Regions from separate parts of the Sus scrofa genome. Here region 1 is linked to region 2. Evidence: chromatin contacts called from public promoter capture Hi-C data. All regions are on one chromosome and are shown on one strand. Each heading gives the region's core, a stretch centred on a gene start, on an enhancer-like site or on the middle of the called end of the contact. The rest is flanking DNA. Distances are from core to core; before and after follow the strand shown. Region 1 holds the start of ACSM5 (acyl-coenzyme A synthetase ACSM5, mitochondrial). Region 2 holds the start of ACSM3 (acyl-coenzyme A synthetase ACSM3, mitochondrial).

Region 1 (6,435 bases), core at 3,175-5,674, 140 kb before region 2:
AGGTTAGGGGTCTAATGGGAACTACAGCTGCCAGCCTACACCACAGCCACAGCAATGGGATCTGAGCTGCATCTGCCACCTACACCACAACTCACGGCAGCACTGGAACCTTAACCCGCTGAGTGAGGCCAGGGATCGAACCAAGTTCTCACAGATACTGGTCAGGTTCATTACCACGGAGCCATGACAGGAACGTCTCTCTTTTTTTTTTTTTTTTTTTTTTTCAAACTCAAGGTTTTTTTTAATTTATTTTTTGGATCAAAAAGCTCTGCTTTCTTACAAAATGCTCTACTTACCTAGCCCATTGCATGGTATTTTTATTAGAAAATTATCAAAAATGCTGTCCAGAATCACAGGAGACTTCATATGACAGAATCTTTGGTTCTTCTCACTTAGCCATGTTATTATTCTGAACTTCATTTGTGTTTCTAAACTTTAAAGTAAGTGCCTTTGTTCATGGCTGTTTCTCCTCCTCCAGTGCCTGGCCCCAGTTTGGAGCCAAGTGAATGTTTTGAATTGATGGATGAACAAATGACCTCATTTAATTCTCACACAAACCCCACAGTCCATTTCAGTGGTTCTCAACCATGATCACATATTACAATCTCCCAGGGGGTTTAAAAAAATTCTGGGAGTTCCCGTCGTGGTGCAGTGGAAACGAACCCAACTAGGAACCATGAAGCTGTAGGTTCGATCCCTGGCCTCGCTCAGTGGGTTAAGGATCCGGCGTTGCTGCGGCTGTGGTGTAGGCCGGTGGCTACAGCTCTGATTGGACCCCTAGCCTGGAACCTCCATATGCTGCGGGTTCGGCCCTAAAAAGACAAAAAAAAAAAATGGAATTCTGATGCTTGAACCCAAACCCACTGAGTCCAGTTTTATTTGCCTTGGGTTTGGGTGAATCTGAGCATCTTTTTTTTTTTTAAGCCCCTTGGGCGAGCCTCATGTATAGTCATTTCTGTTGAAATTCACACTTAAATTTGTATCCCCCTCAGCAGAAGAGAGGCTGCCAGGGTGGGGACCTTCAGCCAGAATGGCCATTTTCACGCAAGCTCATACCTGCCGGAAGCCTGCTTTCTCCCAGGTCCCCTGGTTTCTCTTAGGGCCCCCTGGAACCGAGCCAGAGCCGGGGCAGCAAAGTCTGTGGCCCCTGAGGAGGGAAGTCGTGGCCTGAAGGGCAGGTTCGTGGCTTCCCTACGTGACCAGAGCAGGACCCAAGGGCAGCTGAGAGGTCTAGAGAGATCCAGAGGCAGCAGGTTAGTCCCTCCCTGGACACCCTGAAGCCACAGCAGCTTCAGCAGCAATGTTCTGAGTTCTGGGGTTCTGGAGGGTCAGGGGTGGCCCTGGAGAAGAATAGGCCATTGTTGAGTCAGTGGGGGCCCTGCCCTGCCCTGCTGAGTGGGGGTCGAGGGGTGGAGGGCTAGAGGTCATTGGGGAGGGGGTTGCAGAAACAAAGCACACCAGGGGTAGCTGGTGTAGCATGAAGGTGTCCATATATTGGAATGTGAATCCCGGCTCTGTTGGTGAGCAGCTCTGTGGTCCTGGGAGGGTCGTGCGTTCTGAGGCTCTGTTTCCTCAGCTGTAAAAAGGCACATGACGCCCAAAGGGCCCTACATATTCTAGCAGAGGTGATACCTGTAAAGCAGTGACTTAGTGCCTGGAAGACACTCACTTGCTTCTGGCAATTATTTACCCAACGTACACGTGTACAGCATCATATCACAACCTTAAGTGTGATATATATACCTCAACTTGTTAATCATTTCTCAATAAAGCTGGGGAAAAAAATAAATATATTTAGGAGTACCCTTTGTAGCTCAGTGGTTAACAAACCAGACTAGGATCCGTGAGGATGCAGGTTTAATCCCTGGCCTTGCTCAGTGGGTTAAGGATCCGGCATTGCCGTGAGCTGTGGTGTCGGTCGCAGACACGGCTTGGATCCCACATTGCTGTGGCTGTGGTGTAGGCAGGAGGATACAGCTCCAATTCAACCCCTAGCCTGGGAACCTCCATATGCTGCGAGTGTGGCCCTAGAAAAGGCAAAAAGGCAAAAAGGCAAAAAAAAAAAAAAAAAAAAAAAAAAAAAAAAAAAGAAAGAAAGTAAATGTTAGTAATAAGTTCACGGGCCAAGATAGGACAAAGCATCATGGAGACTCTTCTACCTAGTTTTTAGCTGTAACAATATCTCCTAATCATTAACTCTTGAGTCAGCCTTTTGGGACTGAGGGGAGGCTGGGGGGTGGGGGGGTGGGGCTAAAGGAAAGGGCTTTTACTTCAAGACACAAAGATTTAGGGTCTGGTACCTGGTTTCAGGTGGCAGGCTGTGTCAGATGGGAGAGGGTTCCGTTTCCAGGCAGGGAGTTTGGGCATTGAAGGTTCCCTGAGCTGAGCCCTCGGAGTTGCCAGGCCCTGAGCTCTGGGGAAGGGGTGTCCTGGCAGAGGAGTTCGCCTGCGGGTGACCTGAGAGCCTGTAAATAATCCGAAATTCGGCAAGCCAATAAATTTTGGTTAGTGGAAACTGATCAGGATGGAGTAGGATAGTTGCTTGGGTGGTTATGGGGGTCCCAATGGGGGGCCATGGAGAGAGGTGGGGGCGGCCGGGGGAGCTTTGGGAGTTCACTGTGGGTCAGTGATTGTCCCGAGGGCCATTAGCAGGAGGCAGGCTTGCTGGACTCTTGGAGGCTCCATATGTGCCTGAGGTCATTGGGTGGGAGATGGGGGAAGCCCTGCTTTCAGGTTCAGACCCAGGGCAGGAGTTTAAGGACCACCCTTCTGCTGATTTGAATAAGCACCATGGCAGTCCGAGTTTGACCTTATAGGGTCAAATACTCTCCTACCAGATACCAAGGAGGAGCCACTGCTCAAAGAAAGAGGAAGAGGCGGTCTTTTCTGACCCCTGCACCCCTTGGATGATAAAACTGCAGCCCTCCTACTCCGAGGGGCAGAGCCTCCTCGCCCACCTGCTTGTATCTCTCACTAGCACCTAATCTTGATAAATCTGTTTCCTGCCTATCACTTTGTCTCTTGCTGAATTCCCACTGCGCTGAGGCCTAAAGTACCCCAGTTAAGTCCAGCCACCCGCCAGGTGAGTGATTCTAATTTAAAAGCTGTGGCTTCGGAGTTCCCATCGTGGCTCAGTGGTTAACAAATCCGACTAGGAACCATGAGGTTGTGGGTTCGATACCTGGCCTCACTTAATGGGTTAAGGATCCAGCGTTGCTTCGAGCTGTGGTGTAGGTTGCAGACGCAGCTTGGATCCCATGTTGCTGTGGCTCTGGTGTAGGCCGGTGGCTACAGCTCCGATTAGACTAGACCCATAGCCTGGGAACCTCCATATGCTGCAGGAGCGGCCCTAGAAATGGCAAAAAGACAAAAAATAAAAATAAATTTAAAAATTAAAAAAAAAAAAAAAAAAAAGCTGTGGCTTCAATGGGAGAGCCCCTCGTGGCTCGGAGGAAACAAATCTGACTAGTATCCATGAGGACACAAGTTCGATGTCTGGCCTTGCGCAGTGGATTAAGGATCTGGTGTTGCTGTGAGCTATGGTGTATGTCACAGATGAGGCTCGGATCTGTCGTTGCTGTGGCTGCGGTGTAGGCTAGCCGCTATAGTTGCAATTCAACCCCTCGCCTGGGAACCTCCATCTGCCGCCAGTGCGGCCCTACAAAGACAAAAAAATAAAATGAAATTTAAAAAATTAAAAAATAAAACCCGTGGGTTCAAGTCCCAATCTGCATTTGGGCTGGGTTTGAGTCCGGGCACCTGAGTTCAAATCCCAATCTGGATTTTGGGTTGGGTTCTCAAGTCCTGAATGTGGGCAGTTTCAAAACTTGCCATGGTAGGAATTTTAACCACAGATCCGGGCAAATGCAAAAAGTCACTCGTGCAGCTTTTGTTCTCAGAGGACCAGTTTACCAGCAGCCGCCCTGCAAACCAGAACTTCAAAGCCACAGCGTGCCTGCTGGGAGCTCTTCTCTAGACTTTGCCTTTGACGCTGAGCTAGACAAGGCGCCAGAGAAGGCTTTGTTCTTTTAAGAAGCTTTATTTAGTTGTCATTTACATACCCCCCAAAATTCTTTTAATTCAAGTGTGAAATTATTTGTGTTACTATTAATTTCTCTTAGGAAGTGTGCACAGTCGTGCAGTAGGACCACAGTTTATTTTCAACAAAGAGATCCCGTGTTAGCGCTGGCTCCGGGCACCTGCCAAGTGACTTCCTGTCTCCGGAAGGACAGTTCACTTATATTATTTTCACTATTATCTCCTCTCTGCTCAAATGTAATAAAAGCTTCTGTTCTCTTTTCCGATTAGAGGGAGACCTGAATTTTTAGGGAAAATAGACTCTAGAGTGGGGACACCCACCGGGCACGGGGGCTGGGGTTCCACCTCCCAGCAGTGAGAAAAGCCTGGAAGCCAAGCTCATTGGCTCAGCGTGTGCTGCCTAGCTGAAGCCACATGTCCTCTGCTGGCTGAGGGCTCTGCTGTCCCTGCATTTGGGGCCAGAGGTCCCGTGGGAGGCTGAATCAGCACATCGCCCTTACCAGCCAGGAGCCCGGATGTCTACAGGCGTTAAGCCGTGAATTCAGCTGAAGCAGAAGCTTTGTGTTTCCTGGGTTCAAGGACGAGGTACTGCCTAATCATATCCTTCAGCGGGAGTTGTCCTCTGCCCCCGGGAGCCCTTGACAAATGAACTTTAAAGGGGACAGGGCCTGAAATGGCCTTTTACACTTGGGAGGCAGGCCTGGGATTCTTATTCTTTGCTGTCAGGGGGCCCCAGGAATCCAGAAGTGAAAGGCAGAGGAAAAGGTCCCGGGCAGAGTTCGGGAAGGTGAGGGGTGGTGGGCCCAGGCAGGTCAGGGAAACTGAGTTCTGTGGCTACAGGGCCCCCCTCCCCCTTCCTGAGCTGGTGGCCCCAACAGAGGCTGGAGTCTAGGCCTTTCTGGGAGGTGAGACCCAGATGTCACTTTTCTCTTTCAAGCCTAGCTTTATCTATAAAATAGAGGAAATATTGCTGAAACGCAGGCTCTGTCCACCAGTGCCAAACAGAAACGTGGAGACAGAGTTTGGGGTGAAGGAGAAAAAAAAAATAGCTTTATTCCTTGGCTGGGCAATGTGGGCCACAGCAGGCTAATGCCCTAAAGACGGCACCCTCCTTTGGGGAAGAATTGCAGGGAGGTTTATTGTCTAAAAGGAGAAAAACAGGGTTTCAGATGAGAATCAGGACTGGAGCAAACTTTGCATTCTTCTTTCTTTGGGGGAAGCTTAGTCATCGAAGCTGGCATCAGATTTCAGTAGGATCCTGGTGGTGGGTTACTGCCTAGAATAACAGCTCTTGCAAAAAGGGCATATGGATCAGAGAGAAGAACAAACTAGGGCAGTTTCTCAAAACCATCATGTGCTAATAAGGTTTAACTTCCAGAAAATTGTTCTCTGGGTGCCTGGGCTTCAGCTCACAGATGATTGTGCTTAGGGTGCAGTCAAAGCAGGGAGAAGCACAGGGACAGGCTCCAGGCTGTTCAGTGTTGAAGTATTCTTTTTTTTTTTTTTTTTTTTTTTTTTTGTCTTTTTAGGGCCACACCCGGGGCATATGGAGTTTCCCAGGCCAGGGGGCCAATTGGAGCTGTAGCTGCCGGTCTAGGCTGGAGACACAGCAATGTAGGACTGAGCCACATCTGCAACCTACAACACAGCTCACAGCAACACCGGATCCTTAACCCACTGAGCAAGGCCAGGGATCGAACCCACAACCTCATGGTTCCTAGTCGGATTTGTTAACCACTGAGCCACGGCGGGATCTCCCGCTTTTCAAACTTTAATGAGCTCGACTTGTCTGGAGTTTCTGTTAAATGCAGATTCTAATTCCATGGGTTTGATTCCTGGCTGCACTCACTGGGTTCAGGATTCTGCACTGCCATGAGCTGTGGTGTAGGTCACAGACACGGCTCAGATGCCTCATGGCTATGGCTGTGGTGTAGGCCTGCAGCTAGAGCTCTGATTCGACCCCTAGCCTGGGAACTTCCATATGCTGCAGGCGCAGCCCTACAAAAACAAAAACAAACAAACAAAAAAAGAATTGTATAAGTAACAATTCACATCATATTTCCATTGGAGAGCAGAATTTGTGTATTACAATTCGCAACCAATTCAAACAGGGTTCGCATCATATTTCTGTTGGAAAGCGCAGCCCATGAGCTTTCTTTAGTGTTGCCAGGCCAGCTCAGGATTTGCCAAAGGTTTTCTGAGGGATTCACTTGGTAGGACTAAGCTTGGAAAGTGGACTCTGCGTTCCTGCCTTCAGATCCACAGAGACCCACAGGCACTGAGCGGTGGAAAGGATGCAGCTGAGGTCCAGGGGGGATAATTGAGCAGCATCACACCGTGGAGCTCAGACTAAAGCCCAAGACTCTTCTACAAGTTGATACGTGCCTCAGTCACCCT
Region 2 (7,121 bases), core at 1,004-3,503:
TGAGCAGACTGTAGGCCTCCTCCACACACTTGCGCTCATTCATGTTGCAGGTGATGAGAATGCCCTGTAGCCCCGGCTCCAACTGCCGGGGCCCGCCGCCTTCGCAGCGCCGAGCCCGCTTGGCCTGCAGGTACTGAGCCTTGCCCTTGCGCTTCCCGCCACCAGGCTGAAGAGGCTGCTGGACGGGGGCCGCCATAGTGCTTGAGAACTGAAGCAGGCGGGCAACGTGCTTCTCCGCGGGCCTGGCGCCCTCACCTCTGCAGGCGCGGGCTGCTTATGTCATGTGTGCGCGACGACCTCTAGAAGTCCTTCCGCCAAGCCTCCTTCCGACTACAGGGTCCTAAAGCCCGCGGCGGAAGGCTGCAGAGTGGTGGCGTGAGGTCCGTCCCCGGCGATGATTGACAGCTAGTCGCTTTCACCTCACCACCGGAAGGAGGTGATTTACTGGAGAAGTGGCCCGTCTCTGGTGACAGCGTATTCCTGCTGTCCAGATTCCAAAACTGGTGGTGGGGCGCTTTCTAGAACCTTGATGCTGGTTCCAGCCGCCTAGAGTCTCTTACCCTCCGTGGCACTTGTTCCTCCCGCCGTCGTTATAATTCTGTCAACTTCCCAAAAGCTTCCAATAAAATCCTTTCTAGCCTAAATTTGCCAGAACTTGTTTCCATATGACTTAGAACTAAGAATAGTGGTTTGTATAAGTGTTTCACACTGCTTTCTCTGTGCTTTTATCCGCAGCCTCAGCAACTATCATGATAATGTGTTATCTTTTTTAAACTGAAAAGATGCCACTTTTGAAGACTGTGTTCAGGAGGAATAAATGCTCCCTACTATTGACTGGGGGTGGGGGGAGCACAACCTAAAAGATGAGAATCATGCTTTATTATGCGGACAACACTCAGGTCTTAAGCCCAGGACACAGCCTATCTGATAACTCTAAGGACTGCTCCAAAGAGGTAAGAGAGGAGTCAGGATATATAGGAGTTTTTGCAACCAAGACCAGATAGTATGAACATCAAAAGATTATTTCTGGTTAAGGGATTTAGTGCTTTTCCATGTATGGGAAATGCAAGAGTCAGGGTTCACTGAAATCATTCCTTTGATATGCACCTCAGCTATCTAGGGCCAGTGTCCTGTGCTTTCTCATCCGGAGTCTCTTGAGGGTACACTGGGGGGGGGGGAGGAACAGGTGGGAGTTGGTGGCTACAGTGTCTGATGGTTTGATGGCTGGCATTCTGTTTCCATCCTGAGTTTCTTCAGGGCTCACCATCCAGTGGATGCAGTGGCTGATGGCTGCAAAGACCTTTGGTTAACAGCTATGGTGGGCAGCACTCACCCTCAACTACTGCTCCAGTACAAAAGTTGTTGCCAGATTTGAGTTCCCACAAATTCCAATGGAAGTAATCTGCAAAAGGGTCATTGAACTGAAAGTCATCTTTTATTCTAACCCCAGATTGACCATTATATCCAAAAATCTTATTTTTGGCTTTCACCTTTGCTTCCGCCTTTACTTTTCAAAATGTCATTGGTGGAGATTGTGCAGCATCTATTTCTGGAGGTCCTCAGTTGCTTGTGAAAAGAAGTCTCATTACACTGGCCTTGCTGTGGTGTCAGGAGGCACAGAGAGAGCTCGCTGAAATTGTTTAGTTTTTCTTTTCATCCTCAGTGCCTAGCATAGTGCCTAGCCCATAGTAGGTGCTCAAAGTTTTTCAACTGAATTCAGCTCCCAAAATGATCGATAAAGTGATAGCGAAACCGGACTGTGGGGCTCCTGGGTGCAAAAGCCTTTTTGTGTACCCCATTTCTTGTTCTTAGGAAATGAGTCTTACTCAGCTACCATGACCTTCCCTGAGTTCCTATAGGGACATGGTCAGATAGTTACTGATCAGGGAGGGGAGGAACAGTCAGGCAACTGTACAGCCTTGAGGCAGGATCCTGGTTCCCTCTCAAGGAATACACGTAATAATATAGGCATCTTATACACCCAAGAAAAAAGTTAGATCCCTATGCTTCTTTTAGAAATGAATACTTTAAAACTGAACAGCTTAGAGACTTTCCTTGTCCTTCTCCCTGGCTTAACTGCACCCTAAACACAATCACCTGTAAACAGGACTAACCTCTCCAGGAGCTCCATGGACACTTTCCCTCCATGTAAATGCATTACTTCCCCAGCCTCCCCAAAACCTGTGGTGTATGAAAATCATTAACTTCTTTATTTTTTCCTTTTCAGGGGCACACCCACGGCATATGGAAGTTCCCAGGCTAGGGGACCAATCGAAGCTCCAGCTGCCAGCCTACACCGCAGCCACAGCAAGGAAGGATCCAAGCCACGTCTGCAGCTTACGGCTGCAAGATCCACAGCCCACTGACCCACTGAGGCCAGAGACGGAACCTGAATCCTCACAGATCCTGGGTTCCTCACAGATCTGCTGAGTCATGACAGTAAGTCCAGTAACTCATTAATTATAAAAGGAACAGTCTCAGGGGACTGTGTAAATCTCCAAGGTAAACTTGGCCCAGAACTTCTGCTCCTCCCTCCAGAATGGCTCCACCAATCCAGGAAAGGCACTCTGGGCACATCTTACTGCTTCTGACTGTCCCACAACTTTTCCATTCTCTTGCGGCTACTGCCAAGACCAACGTAGATAGAAGAGTTCAAGTTTCAGGGTTACTCTTCTAGAAACAGGTCTGCTATCATCTCCTGCTGTGTTGGAATCTGTCACTTTAGTGAGTATCACTTTATCTGTCTCCTATGCAAAGTTTTCTGGGCTGGCCCACATGTACTTTTGAGCAGAGATAACAAGCAAGCAAACAAACAGACAAAAAGAAATTAAAAGTGCTCTCCTGAAATCCTGGGCAGCCAATGTGTTTCTATCAGAATTTCTCAGTTATTGTTAATAATTCTATCTAGTAAGTGACTAGGACTATGTACATACAAAAAGGCTGTAAACATAGCAGCTGAGTTTCTTTCATTTTGAGCTTTTCGTGCTATTTAATTTTTTAAAAATTATGTGCACAGATTAACTTGTTAAGATGTTTTGGAAAAAAAATTCAGTTGAGTCCAAGTAGACTAAGCTGAGGTTTTCACTCTAGTGTCTACTTAGAAGTAACCTGGGGGCAGCCACTTTTCTCTATTAGGTGGTCAAGCATAGCCCTAAAAATTCTTATGGAAGTTTAAGGCAGGGTCTTGTTAGATTGCGGAGAACAGTAGGGGTTTCATCTTGCTTTGAGGGTATATATGCCAACCCATGGTTATTACTTGGATTACTTGATGGAGAAGGTATTTACGGAGATGTGGGGAGGTGAAAATCCCCTTGGCACTGCTGTTTATATAGATGTAGAGGCTGCATGTCTGATGAGACCTTAAATACTTTCAAAAGCCTGTCTGATCAGCACTGGTACCATCTTTATTAGATGAGTTTTCTATGGCTCAGTACAAAAATCTGGACTCACACTGGGAAAGTTGTCTCAGATCTTTTTTACCTGCAAATAGTATTAGAAACCTGGAAAATGGATTTTATGAAATGCTAAAATCTCTGGAAAAACAGGAAAAGAACTTTGTTGGGGAAAAGATAGTCTTATGGTTTTGATGAGGAGGATGCTGGTATTTGGCAGAACACAATGGTTAGGCTCACTTTAAGCTCCAAATGACTGGTCAATTTTCTTTTCAAAGTTTGTTTGAAGGATTCTGAATGCAGTGGATAAAATAGTTTGAAATTTTCATTTTAAATGCAAAATAAGGAGTACCTGTTGTGGGCACAGCAGAAACGAATCTGACTAGGAACCATGAGGTTGCAGTTCTGATCCCTGGCCTTGCTCAGTGGATTAAGTATCCGGCGTTGCCGTGAGCTGTGGTGTAGTTTGCAGACGAGGCTCAGATCCTGCGTTGCTGTGGCTCTGGCGTAGGCTGGCAGCTACAGCTCCGATTAGACCCCTAGCCTGGGAACCTCCATATGCCGTGGGAGCGGCCCAAGAAATGGCAAAAAGACCAAAAAAAAAAAAAAAAAAAAAAAAAAGAAACCCTTAAAAGATACATAGAAATAATAACAATGGTTCTCTGAGGGATTAAGGGTGTGGTGAAACCTGAGGCTGGGGGTGGGAGGCAGATTTTTCACTGTGTACCTTTTTTTTCCCCCCTTTGTTTTTAGGGTCACACCCACGGCATGTGGAGGTTCCCAGGCTAGGGGTCTGATTGGAGCTACAGCTGCTGACCTACACAGCCACAGCAACTTGGGATCTGAGCCGAATCTGCCACCTACACCTCAGCTTACAACAATGCCAGATCCTTAACCCACTTAGCAAGTCCAGGGATCGAAACTGCAACCTCATGGTTCCTAGTCAGATTCGTTTTTTCACTGTACCACAACAGGAACTCCTCACTGAGTATCTTTTATGATTTCTGTAAGCATTTGAAGATATTATCCCCCCAAATTAAAAACAAAGTTGCAGGTGTGTCGGGGAGGGGATGCGCCGCGGTTGTGGGATGGAAATCCTATAAAACTGGATTGTGATGATCATTGTACAACTATAAATGTATTAAATTCCTTGAGTAATAATAAAAAAAAAGTTACAACACTAAAAACTTAGTGGTGAGTACTTCCTCATCCAGTTCAAGGAAATGTTTATTCTGTAAAAAGGTACAGAGACGCAGGCTGTACCTTGCCAGCAAATAGTAAAGGGTGGTCCTTTCTCCTCAATCCCCGCTGCCAAACAGAATGACATGTGAAGACTTGGGCTTATTTCTCTTCGACAGAGCAGCCTCCAGCACTTGTCCCTTACCCCTCATCCATCCTGAAGTGCAGTCTGGGATCCCTGGGGGCGGAGGTGAGGAGCCAGCATGGGAGGGTAGTGGGTCTGACCAGGGTCTGGGCTGGGTGGGCCAGGCCAGACAGCCACCACTCTTTGGGGACCTCTGCTCAAGTTGGCTTCTAGAGTCTGACCCTTTTCTCAACTGGCTCTTGCTTTGGACTGAACTATCCCTGGAGCCCATGTCCTGCATCAAACCCAGCTATCTGTAAGGCTGGAGGTGCCTCCCAGGCCAGGCCTCAGATCTATCCTTGACAGGCCACTGTCCACCTCTAGGATGTCTGCCATTAGCCTCGACCCCTTCACCCTTTTTCCTGCCTACCAGCCATGTAGATGGCTCTGCAGCCTCAGAGAGTAAGGTGGGAAGCTGGGAAGAAGGAGGAGTCTTTTCCAGAGCCGAGGCTGAGGCAGGTCTTTCGCTTGCCCACTTCTGTCCACACTCACTGGCCCTCCTCAGGGAGGGGGAAGCTGCCGTGGACTCATCCTGGCTGCCACTGCCATTGTCCTAGCCCCCTGCCCACCTCCTTCCTCTCATCACAGTGAGAAAGGATAACGTGCAAGGAAGGTATTTTTATGGGTCATAAATATATTTTAAAATAAGGAGAAGAAAGAAGGGTTTATTTTCTTAAATGAGCTCTGTCTTGGTAACAGTATGTAAGCATTTGTAGTGTAAAGGTCTTAGGTTCCTTGGAAAAGCCATCAGGTTTCGAAACTTCCAAACGTGGGTGTTGGACTATGAATGTGCCAGTGTGTTCCATGGCACATCTCATGTGTCCCTGGGCCCATGTGCCTCTGTGTGTTGTGTATGGCACACTATGGGACTTGCTGGGATGATTCCTGGAGAATTAAGTGCCCAGTTCTAACAGACATTGGCAGCAGCTGGACTTGGCATTTCCTTGCTCACTGCCAGACATGGCCAACCTCTGCCCATACTCGAAGCACTACAGAATGGTCTGGATGCCTATAGCAAGGCCCTTTGGGAGGCCACTTCCATGCCCCTGGCTCAGCTGGCCACATTGGCCAAAGAGCCAGGGCGCTGGAGTCTGGAAGCTTTGGTTGTTCTTTTTTTTTTTTTTTTTTTTTTTTTGTCTTTTTGCCTTTTGAGGGCCACTCCTGCAGCATATGGAGGTTCCCAGGCTAGGGGTCTAATTGGAGCTGTAGGCTACACCAGAGCCACAGCAACACGGGATCCAAGCCGAGTCTGCAACCTACACCACAACTCATGGCAACACCGGATCCTTAACCCACTGAGCATGGCCAGGGGCCAAACCCACAACCTCAAGGTTCCGAGTTGGATTTGTTAACCACTGAGCCACGACGGGAACTCAGAATAAGCTTTGGTTGTTCTTGAAGGCACTTCCCACCACCTTGTCTCAGAGGCACAACACTCTGTGTTATCGGCTTGGGAAGTAGGGGCGGGGGTGGAGGGGCTGACATTCATATAAATTAATCTAAACTAGCCACACATGAACAATGCTAGTAGAAGCCACACATGAATAATTCTAGGTAAAGCAGGGGAAGCCCTTCTCAGATATACTATAATTCTGAGTTGTTGAGAAAAAAAAAAAAAAAAACTGTGTGAAAAAGCTCTACCTTCTGAAAAAGTCATTTATTCATTCAAATGATATTTATTAAGCACTTACTATGGGCCAAATGCTATTATAATTCCCATGAATGTAACAAACAATCTCCATACCTCATTTACATTCAGTGCAAAGATTAGCAAACTAGCCCATGGGCTAAATCCAATCCTCCACTTGCTTTTGTACAACCTGTGAACCAAGAATGGTTTTCACATGTTTAAATATTTGGGAAAAAAATCAAAAGAGGAGTAACAAATGATGACACATGAAAATTACCTGAAATTCAAGTTTTGAGGAGACATAAATAAGGTTTTTTTTAGTAACACAGTTATGCCTATTTACTTATGCATTGTCAATGGCTGCTCTCTGAACCAGAATTGAGTTAATGCAGTTGTAGCAGAGACCAAATGGCCCACAAAGCCTCAATATTTATCATCCGGCCTTTTACAGAAAAAGTTAGCTGATGCCTGTTCTAAGCACCATGATAAGCACTTGGCTGCATTCTCTCATTTAATCTTTGGGACAATTCTCTGAAGGAGGCTCTATTAGTCTCCACATTTGGAAAAAGTGAAACTGGGGCCTGCGAATGGGTATTTCTAACAAGAGTCTGGGTGATGCTGATGTTGCTTGTTTGCATGTCATAATCTCTAGATCAGTAACCCTTTACCTTAGCTGCATATCAGAATCCTTTGAGGAAATTAAAAAAAAAAAAATGATGCCCAGGCCCCATCCCCA

What was found. Promoter capture Hi-C pulls out the DNA fragments that hold promoters and counts their contacts.
Region 1: a promoter capture Hi-C map of liver shows a contact between it and region 2, with 2.6 times the contacts expected there. The contact joins the promoter of ACSM5 here to the promoter of ACSM3 in region 2. A contact is called at or near these places in 1 of 5 promoter capture datasets (liver) and 1 of 47 Hi-C or Micro-C datasets (embryonic fibroblasts).

Annotation. Positions count from the first base shown.
Region 1 is chr3:25,420,540-25,426,974 of Sscrofa11.1, reverse strand. It overlaps ACSM5 (acyl-coenzyme A synthetase ACSM5, mitochondrial), which reads left to right and starts at 4,424. Exons shown (of 14, transcript XM_003124563.6): 1 at 4,424-4,623.
Region 2 is chr3:25,279,195-25,286,315 of Sscrofa11.1, reverse strand. It overlaps ACSM3 (acyl-coenzyme A synthetase ACSM3, mitochondrial), which reads left to right and starts at 2,253. Exons shown (of 14, transcript XM_021086514.1): 1 at 2,253-2,439. THUMPD1 (THUMP domain containing 1) reads right to left here and starts at 298. Exons shown (of 5, transcript NM_001244282.1): 1 at 1-298. The coding sequence starts at 196.